2 separate regions of the Gossypium arboreum genome follow, and region 1 is linked to region 2. Evidence: chromatin contacts called from public Hi-C data. All regions are on one chromosome and are shown on one strand. Each heading gives the region's core, a stretch centred on a gene start, on an enhancer-like site or on the middle of the called end of the contact. The rest is flanking DNA. Distances are from core to core; before and after follow the strand shown. Region 1 holds the start of LOC108484335 (protein NRT1/ PTR FAMILY 6.2-like). Region 2 has its middle 15 kb from the start of LOC128294622.

Region 1 (5,042 bases), core at 531-3,030, 41 kb before region 2:
AATAATCAAAAAGGTGAGTGAACCTTTTTCTTTCTTTCTTAAAGGGACGTTAATTGTCAGCAGAAAGTGAAACCTATATAATAATGCTATAAAAGTGGAGTTATTTAATAACATAAAGAATTATGGTGGAAAGTAAATGGTGAAATTCTGCTATTAGTCCTTGTGCTTTGCATAAGTTGTAGATTTAATATATGTACCATAATTTGATCAATTTTAGTCCTTACATTTTTCAAATTGATCAATTTTAGTCATTATATTTTTTCAATTTTTGAAATTTTAGTCTTGACCAAACAGTAATAATTAAATCTGTTTGATTTGCTATTAATACTATATTATGCATAAAGTTATAGATTCAGTCCATGTTCATCAAGTGAATTATTTTCAATTTCTATATTTTAGAATTTCAAAATTTCAATCTTATTATAGTAAGTGACCGTCATTAAATATATTAATTATTTTTCTTGTAAGTAACATATGAATATAACAAGTTAATAAGACATTACATGTAAAATAATATTATCGCATTAATTTTTAAAAATAATATAACTTAATTAATGAATTAGTATGAAGAAGTCTAAAATTTCAAAAATCTAAAAGTGAAGATTAAATTCACAAAACCCAACAAAAAGTAAATTTGGGTCGAAGACATTGCCCTCAGTCATTACTTTCCTGCATGATTGGGACTAGATATATAGAATATCTTCCTTATCCCATAATCCAAACAGAAAATGACATGAATTTTATCCTCATTGTAAGTATTTATGAATTGCAGCTCTGATGGGTCCCATCTGTGTAACTCAAATTTTGGTAAGTGTCTGATAGAGCCAGGTGTCTAATTTGTTTTCCCATGTTTTGAGGACTAGCATTAAGTTTTTCTCTTACTTGTCAAAGGCTTTCATGTATTAGTGCTGAATTTGCTAGTAAATTTTTGTGCTTAATTCTCCAGTTAAAAAATTTTAGACTTATTGTACCAAATATATATATATATAGACTTAAGAGCCCCAACACCTTTGCATGAACTAACCGCCTGTTGCTTTGATGGAATATCACCATCCCGTTTCACACATTCACCAGCAATATTTACTCTCAATTTATTTTTACTTTTTTCTTGAAATACTCATTTGTAACACTAATATTTAATGAATATCTAAATATAAGCTATAAACATACTTGTGTTGGACGTATTTATGTATCCAACACTAGTAACAGAGATTCTATATGATAATATGATGTCACATGGAATGCTGAATGCTTGTCCAGCAAAATAGTGGTAAGCCAAAATGTGTAAAGCTGTCTTAAGTTCATCTCAAACCAGCTCAAATAATGATGGTGAAACAAAATTCAATGGCGGATGGTGTAAATAAGGAGCAAACCTAGAATGAGTGCAGCTGGCATCCAACCACCAGTTTTGGATCTGTCAGCCGGGAAACCCTTGTAGTCCACCTCATCCGCCACCGTCCAACTCATCTTCCCTTCCTGATCAGCCCATCAACAAAATATTTTAGAAGCATTGAACCAAATGATCATGTTCACAAAACAAAGAAGGAAAATGGGTTGTCAGCCATTGTTCATATATAGTGTGCATGGAAACCAAAAACCCACCATGTTTCTGAATATTGTAGCTGTTAAAGAAAGGAAGGAGCACCACAATACTGAAAAAGAAAGACAGGAAAAGGAGAGTAAGGTTGTAATAAATGCCCTTGTCTTTCTTTGGTTGCTTAAATTCGCAACTTGGAAGTCTTGGAAATTAGCTTCCCTTTTTATAGGCAAGAAGATTACAAGTGTAACAAACAATGTTGAAGTTAAAAAACTAAAAAGTGGCTCTCCACTAAGTAAATAAGACAGATTACTAGTCTTATTTTATAGATATATATTATTATATTTCTATGTTAAGGGATTAGGTTTATCGCATTTTTTTTGTGTGGTGGAAGGTTCTGGCACTGATTAAAAACATAGCTTTTTCTTTTTGTTATTAGCAGATATTTTTTGAGAAAATATAAGGAAAATTGTAAAAAGGTGATGGTGATTGAAGAGGGTTAAAGAGGAAAAATGGAATCTGCAACATGCAAAATCACACCTTCAATCATCTCACCTATTCTATGTGGTAGTGAACGTTTTGAACAACAGCACCCTGGCCTACGCTTTTTTAGTGCCTTTGATGCCCCACATCCCCATACCACACATCCAATTTAATGTATTGTATTTTACTAAAGGCAAGCTTAAATTTCTACGTATATACCATAGCTGATTTAGGAAACTATTGAGTTGAAAACATTAATATTATTACAACCGATCCAAAAAAAGAGAAAGCAAAGGTTTTCCTGAAAAAGAGCCAAAAGAGAGTGGGGTTAAAGGATTTAACACTGAAATGAATTGCGATATGTGACCTTTTTTTGACATGAAAAGAATGTTGCAAAGGTGCATAAAGGATTATATCTATCATACACCGCAAAGTGGTAGTTCTTTATGCTTTTCAACTGTCAATTTTGGTGAAAGTAAAGGGTATTGCCGACTTTCTTTATTGTGAGAAGATCAGGAATGTTTCAATCATGAAAAGTTACAGTTGTGAGGTCTATATGTTAGACCCTAAAACGGATTAGAACTCTAGAGAGGCACTGGTAAGCCACAGTTCTGAGGTTTATATCTTTATCAAAAATTAACAAATGTTACGTATAATGATAATGATAAAATATATTATATTGCTATGAAGTAAACTCAGATTCAAACTTTAAAAATGATATCAACAACTCAAACTTGAAAAAGATACAACAATATCTTGATTATGTTACACCCTAGAAATTTCCTTACCAAAGCCCTAGCATATTAACCAAAGAAAAGTCCTTTCTCATCACCTGATATATCATACATATATATAGCAGAAACTTGTATAGCAGCAATCAAACAAAGAGTCTCCTGAAATCACACGCAATTGTCTGGATATTTTCAATCCAACAGCAGTCTACCTTTTTATCGTACTTAAAAAGAGAACATGAGGAACATGAGTACTCCAATCATTTGAACAACATTACGGGTAACAACAAGTGTGTAAAAGTTGATAATGTTGAATTGTTCTTCTCTTATGGATTATTTAGCTCTTATGTTAATGGCCGCAAATATAACCTTTATTTGTTGTTTTTTTTTCCCGTAGAATAAAACTTTTATTAATAACAAAATAAGCAGTCAATTGCCATGTTTGTTAACAAAACCTAACATGGGAAAAACCCACAAATACAATCAGAACCATATTCCCACAATCAACACCCAAAACAAGTTTAGAGAGATCACCAATAGAAATCCAACAAGCTTTATTTGTAATAGGAAACTAGATTTACAGAGTCCATATATTTCGGATGTGTTCTTTCCTTTTATATGAGATACCAATCAAGTTGATTCTGACGATTAAGGATGTGATCCAAGGATACTTTTAGGCAACACAATTCCTATTATCAATAGGATGACTTCGTCATCATATGGAATTGCATCGAAGACGTTATTTAAGGGATCTTCATCCTCATTAGAAATGAGAATTTGAGAGTGCACATTAATGTTCAATTAGGAACTTCTAGCCGTGCAATTCAAGAGCTTGATTCACTCTTTTGAGAGTTAATCGGAACCTTCCGTAGGAAAAGTTTTGAGTTCTTGAAAGAGTTCACTAGAAGTGTACATAACTCTCATATTTAGAGTTATATTAGTATAGTTTTCATAATATTTAATTTGGAGGTAATGTTATCACTTAGTTTTGTTACATTTTATTGTTTTTTAGCTTAATTATGTTTTGTTTATTTTTATTAATTTTAGAGTTAGTTCGGATTTACTTGTCATTTTCCTCTTTAAATTGTAGGTTTCGAATAAAAAATGGAAGGCTTGCAGCATGGACTTTAGTGTGATGGAGCGTAATCTTCAATTGAGAATTTCCAAATAGCAACTAGTCCACTCCACCACAATTCTGCATCCGGTGAATGGAACGATTAAAACCCTAAAAATAAGGGGTGACCTAATTTAAGAGGAAAAGAGATAATAATAAAAGAAGAAGAAGACTGAAATAACCAACTTGGAGGCTAAGAAACAATTCTCTCACACCAAGAGAAATTTCAAGCATGCAAATACGAGAAGAAAAATAGATCTGGAGTATTCGACATCAGTTTGATAATTATTTTTGTCTCTAGATTATTTCTTTTTACTTTTTCTCAATGCAAGTTTGTTCTAAAATTCTTCTTGTTATGTTTTCTCAAATCAACATGAACTAAACTCTATTTTCTTGGAATGATAATGGGTCCTATTTTTAGTTAATTTATTTATTTTTCTCTTTAACCGTTTCGATCTTTGTTAATTATTTATTCATTCTTGTGCTTATTTAATTTACTTGTCTGGTCACCAAGTTATATTAATTTGATAATCTAAATTTGTCTTGGAAGAGAAAATTAATATTTAGAACTCAATTAAATGGATTAGGATTAAGTTTAGTTGCGTCGACGAATGAGTTAATTTTCGATCAGGATAGGAATATACTTGATGCCCTGATCAACCAAATAGATTTGTTCTTAGGCACTTCACCCAACTTTCCTAGCATAAGAATATAGCTAGTGGGAAAGAGGGATTCACTTAGCTAGATACTGGAAGAGTCTAATTAATGTCATTGAATCCTAGGTTAGTAACTACATAGCTCGAACGATTAAATCAGAGATAATCGATTAACTGAATTAGATGAAGTTAAAGTTCCAATATCTTTAAAAATTGATTGAGAAGCTTAGTAATTTTCATCGTTTTACTTTATTAAAATCTCTTTAGTTCTTTCAGTTTAATTTTAGTAGTAATTAGAATTTCTTTATCCGGATTAGATAAAATTTGATATTTGATATTTCGCAGCTTAGAATTTGGTCCTCATGGGAATGATATCTTTTTATCACTTTATTACTTGATTCGACATGTGCATTTGCATAACAAATTTCCATACATCATGCAACACTAAGGCTTCAATAATCCTCGTATTAATTGAGTTGTAATTAATAGTTGTAATGTTGACTTGTTAGTAGATTCAATCT
Region 2 (4,972 bases), core at 254-2,753:
TCAGAAGAACAAAAATCCTTTTTGTTTTGATTCATTGGGCTTCTATATTAGAAACTAAACCAATGTTGCTAAATTGAAAAAAAAAATAAAGCTTCAGAAAACAAAGATTAAATGAAAGATTTAATATCACCAATGAAGCCTTGGCTTATTGGTTAAGGAAAAGGTCTTAAATCATTGAATATTTAGATATGAGTCTCATCATGTACAATTGTGATATGTGGGTCTTGGTTCCATCATGTACGTATACTATATGTAGGTTTTGTTCAATTCTTTTCGATACTCCTTCCACTATGCTTTGTATTGGTTTAATTCCACATTGTAGTTGATCAAACATATACTTATATTTACATTTTAATAGTGATTTTTCATATAAAAAAAGGCAGATTTTAATTAGGAAGCAGGCCAACTTCTCAATGTTTTTTTAAAACCAAACTAATGGTCAAATCAGTTAGGCCAACGATTTGTTGGTCCGACCAATCCAACTAAAAAATATTGAAAATTCAAAAAAATTTCAAAAACACCAGTTCAACCAGTTCGTACCGATTCTCAATCTAACCGGTTTAAAGTAAATCTCCAAACTGGTATCTCGGTAGTTCCCGTTTCGACCAATCAATCCTGTCCGGTCCAATTCAAACAACACTGCAACTTGTTTATCATAGAAGCATTGAAAATTTTGAAGAGGTTTTAACTTTTTTTTAAAATTTGTATTTTTAACAATTGTTGAAATTTGTAGATTTTTTATATTTTTAATGTACTTTAATTTTAAAATACGAAGATTTTAATTTTTTAATAAATTTTTATTATAATATTTAATTTTTAATAAAATTAAATATATTTACTAACATTACATATAAGACGAATGAATAATATGTCAACAATAAAACATGCTAAAACCACCACGTAAACTGCCATGTTAAGCCAATTTTATTTTTTTTAAATGTTCAAGTTGATAACTTAAAATATTATTTTATCCTTTTTTGGAACATAAAAGTGAAATATAATCATTCAAATTTTGTGAACATTTATATAGGAATAATTTTGCAGATACCTTAATTGAATGGGATTGAACAGGTTAAACAAATACCACTTATTTTACTTTTATTTCATATCTGGGTTCTAATTATGAAAGTTGAATCTATTGAGAAAAAGATCCCTCTATATCAACAACAAAACTATTCTATTTAGACCTACCACTATATAAAAGACATTATATATTGGGAATTTCATAAACAAAGTGAAGTTGACAAGAATAATAATGATTGTTCAGTAGGGTCAAGAAAGTTGACTATCAACTCAAAAACCTTGGACAACTCCTATACACAACAACATCAAAAGAAAATGAATAACCTGTAGTACCCAGCATTTCTCATTTCCTCCATGTGACCTGCACGTGCCACAGGGTTTTTGACTTCACACTTATTAAAAATGCAACACTGACACCACTGGAAAACTGATTCAAACCAAACCCACCGGCCATTGCATCCCACTTGCTTCATCAAACAAATGAAAATCCCTTCCTACCTCCCATGGGCCCTTTCCTCTCTTTTCACCCTCTTCCCTTCCACTATCAATATTCTATTTAATGCATGTTTGAACTCACATCCATCTTCATATATAATTAATTTAAATTGTATTAAATAATAATCTCAGCTTAGTTTAATGTTTGATATCTAATCAGTTTAAGATTTGAATCCAAAATTTATAACATGTTTAATTTATTAAAAAGAAGTTTATTGGAAGGCAAGTATATAAGCATATCAACTATGGAAAGCAAAAGTACTATGAAGGTCATTATATTAAAAGTCAAATTATATTTTGCCTTCTCTACTTAAAAAATTAGTAAATTAGTTCTTGTACATTAGATTAAAATGTAAATTAGTCCTTTCTGTTAAAAATTTTATCTATTTATACTGTTAAAAACTGGCGTGATTGACAGAATAACTAGATATTAATATGTGACGTGTCATGTGTACCTCAATACTGACATACAGAGACCAATTTTCAAAAGCATAAATTGATAGAATTTTTAACAAAATGACATATTTGCTCTTTGATTTAATGTACATAAACTAATTGACTCATTTTTAAGTAAAAAGATAAAATATAATCTAACTTTTAATACACGAAACTCTATTATACTCTGTCTAATAGGAGCGAGGAGTGGCACTTTTGGTTAAAAACATGTTCATTGTGGTTAAAAACAAAACATGCATTCTGACGGCTATTTTAAATTGATTTCAGTCTTCTGTTGTAAAAGGTTTGAAGGAATATTCTTTTGAGTCATGTCATCCATATTGGAATTTTTCTCATCAACAGCGGCAAGCTAACCTCCATCAAGTTGCAATTTTCTTTTATTTTCTTCACTTCCTTTTGGTCCGTTGCTTGCATGCAATATCCCTCCAGATCCAGAATATAATACATTTTTTGAGCTGCATTTCCAATCACATGATCCATATAAAATTAGTGGGTAGTAATTATTTGTTGGTGATAGTGGCGTGCGGTATCAGCTGTATTGTAGATGTCGAGCATTAGTTTTATACGCATGTAGATCTTGTATGGGCCAATCAGAGCCACAAACTTCTCCATCTTGCACCATGTTGTTATCCAAAATGGCAGAACCTCGCTTGAGATCAAAATGCTTGTCCACCTCTAATCTCCCTCTCAACTTGCTAAACACTGAAATTAGGATATCATCATTTGACAAGTATCAATTGCTGTTCATGTCTCATTTGATTACACCACCATGTTGTTTCACACCCTTGCTTAATTGAGATCAGAATGCTCCTCCACCTCTAATCTTCCTCGCAACTTGCAAACCACTGAAATTAGCATATCATCATTTGACAAATGCCTACTGATGTTCACCATTCCTTTGCTTTCCAACATTTCCAAAAAGGTAAAATAAACCCAAAAGATTGTATTTAGAAATTAATTAAAAGGATATGTGAAACACCCAATTTAATGTTAATTGGCCGTAAGTGGAGTGGTTCACCATTTCATGAAAATAAATATCACAAGTGTAGTTTTTTTTTTTTTTTAATCAATACAATATGCTTATCAGATATTTAACGAATTTTTAACCACTGCTGCTAATAAATATGGACTAAACTATCCAACATATAATGTTTTTTCTAAAATATAATTATATATGCCCTCCTCCATTTATCCAACCTAAAATCAAATGATAATAATAAGTGAATAGATAAATATTAGCTGCAGTTAAGATTCTACAAAACTAAAATGAGGTATGTGCTTGGATTTTTAGTTATAATTGTAAAAGTTATCCCACAAATCATCTTCAATTTCCTTCTCGTATTGCATAATAAATAAGAATACCAAATCCCATTTAATGTTAATTAAAAACTTCCACTTTTTTACTTTGTAGAACAGCTTCGGGTCAGATTTTCTTAATGAGATTTGCTCCTTAATGGATTCTTTCGAGCATCTTTTGCATTTAGAATAATCATATTCATAAAGTTAAAAAGGAGTCATGTTATTATTTGTTGATGCAAATTTTAATAACGGAAGAGAAACAAAAAAGTAATGGTAGTGGTTTAAAAGAGATTGATTCAAATAGAGAACCGAAAAAAAGTAAGTGGACGAGGTAGATTGTTGTGAGGGTTAAAAGGCTGATTGCAAGGGATAAGTGTTCAAGGTTGTTTAATGGGAAGAAGATCTTCTTCTCATCGTTTTGGAAGGTATTTATAAGAGATTCCCCTTGCTTAATAGTGGTGGCATGGAAAGGTGGTTATCATCATGGATCATGGAGTACGTGAGAGATGTGCATGATGGGATCCATTTTGTTATTCCTTTTAAAAGAATATGAGGTTGTTATACTCAAGTAGACTCTAAAAATCCTTAAAAAGATAAATATAAACACTAAAAAGCGGATGAACAGCGACATTTTCTCTATCAATAAATAACCTCACAATGAATAGTTAATTCGGAAGGTTGAAAACTCAAAACAACTTGATTGACAAGAGATGAAGAACAGTTTTTAAACATTATTTAATACATTTTGAGAGTGCTACATATCTAGTCTGAATGTGAAGTATTGCATAATAAACAAGAATATCAAAAACTCATTTAATGTTAATTAAAAGCTTCCACTTTTTCACTTTGTAGAACACCTTTGGGTCAGAGTTTTTTTTAATAAGATTTGCTCCTTAAAGTTAATGGATTCTAGGATCATCTTTTGCGTATATAATAATCATATACATAAAGATAGGGGACTCATGTTGTTGTTATTAATGGGATTGGTTCCTCAAAGCCGTGTCAAATGCAGCCGCTCATGAGTTCCTATTTTATATAAGCACTTATTGTTGTTGTTATTATTATATTTATTTATATCAAAAAATATTATTATATGTTGAGACAAGTAAAATAATAAAGAAAAAGTAAACATCGAACACAAATATTTTACGTGAAAAAATTCTTTTAAAAAAGGATAAAAAAATTATGAGCAAAGATAATTTATACAAAAAATATCAACTTGACGGTGCATTTATACAAAAAAAATGAAATGACAAAATTAAAATAACCCTTATTTAGAGTGACTAATGTAAATATACATTGTTTGGCTTATGTTACTATTTAATGGTGATGTGATCAATTTAATTAATTTTTTTAGCTAATCAAATTAACTAGAAAAATTTTAAGATGACCAAAATAGAAACGATTGCTTATTTAGAATAACTAACAGGATAATTTATTTAAAAATGTACTGTTGATTTATATTTTATATTTTTTAAGTTTAGTTTCTCTAAAACTCGATCCAGTCAACTTTGAATTTTATACTAACTCCTGGTTTGTCATATTTTCTAAAAGTTTTCACAATAATTTTTTTTATGTTAAATTTATATATATACCTTTCAAGTCTCCCTTAATTGTACTTATGGTTCCGTCCCTATCGATACGGATATACTCGATACCCTTTTTCGTATTCTGAATATACATTGAACATTTTATGTCC

The links. A called contact is a pair of places that touch in the nucleus more often than the background predicts.
Region 1: a contact with region 2 is called in a Hi-C map of leaf, with 2.7 times the contacts expected there. The contact joins the promoter of LOC108484335 here to the enhancer-like site in region 2. A contact is called at or near these places in 2 of 5 Hi-C or Micro-C datasets (both in leaf).

Annotation. Positions count from the first base shown.
Region 1 is chr6:132,592,966-132,598,007 of ASM2569848v2, reverse strand. It overlaps LOC108484335 (protein NRT1/ PTR FAMILY 6.2-like), which reads right to left and starts at 1,780. Exons shown (of 6, transcript XM_017788084.2): 1 at 1,603-1,780; 2 at 1,374-1,476. The coding sequence starts at 1,605.
Region 2 is chr6:132,551,587-132,556,558 of ASM2569848v2, reverse strand. No RefSeq gene overlaps it. Among protein-coding and RNA genes, the nearest start is that of LOC128294622, 15 kb to the left of the region's middle. Within about 2 kb of position 1,503, at least 1 of the 2 cell types and tissues checked has an H3K27ac peak or open chromatin away from gene starts, as enhancers often do. A contact at or near this core is called in leaf, where this site is marked.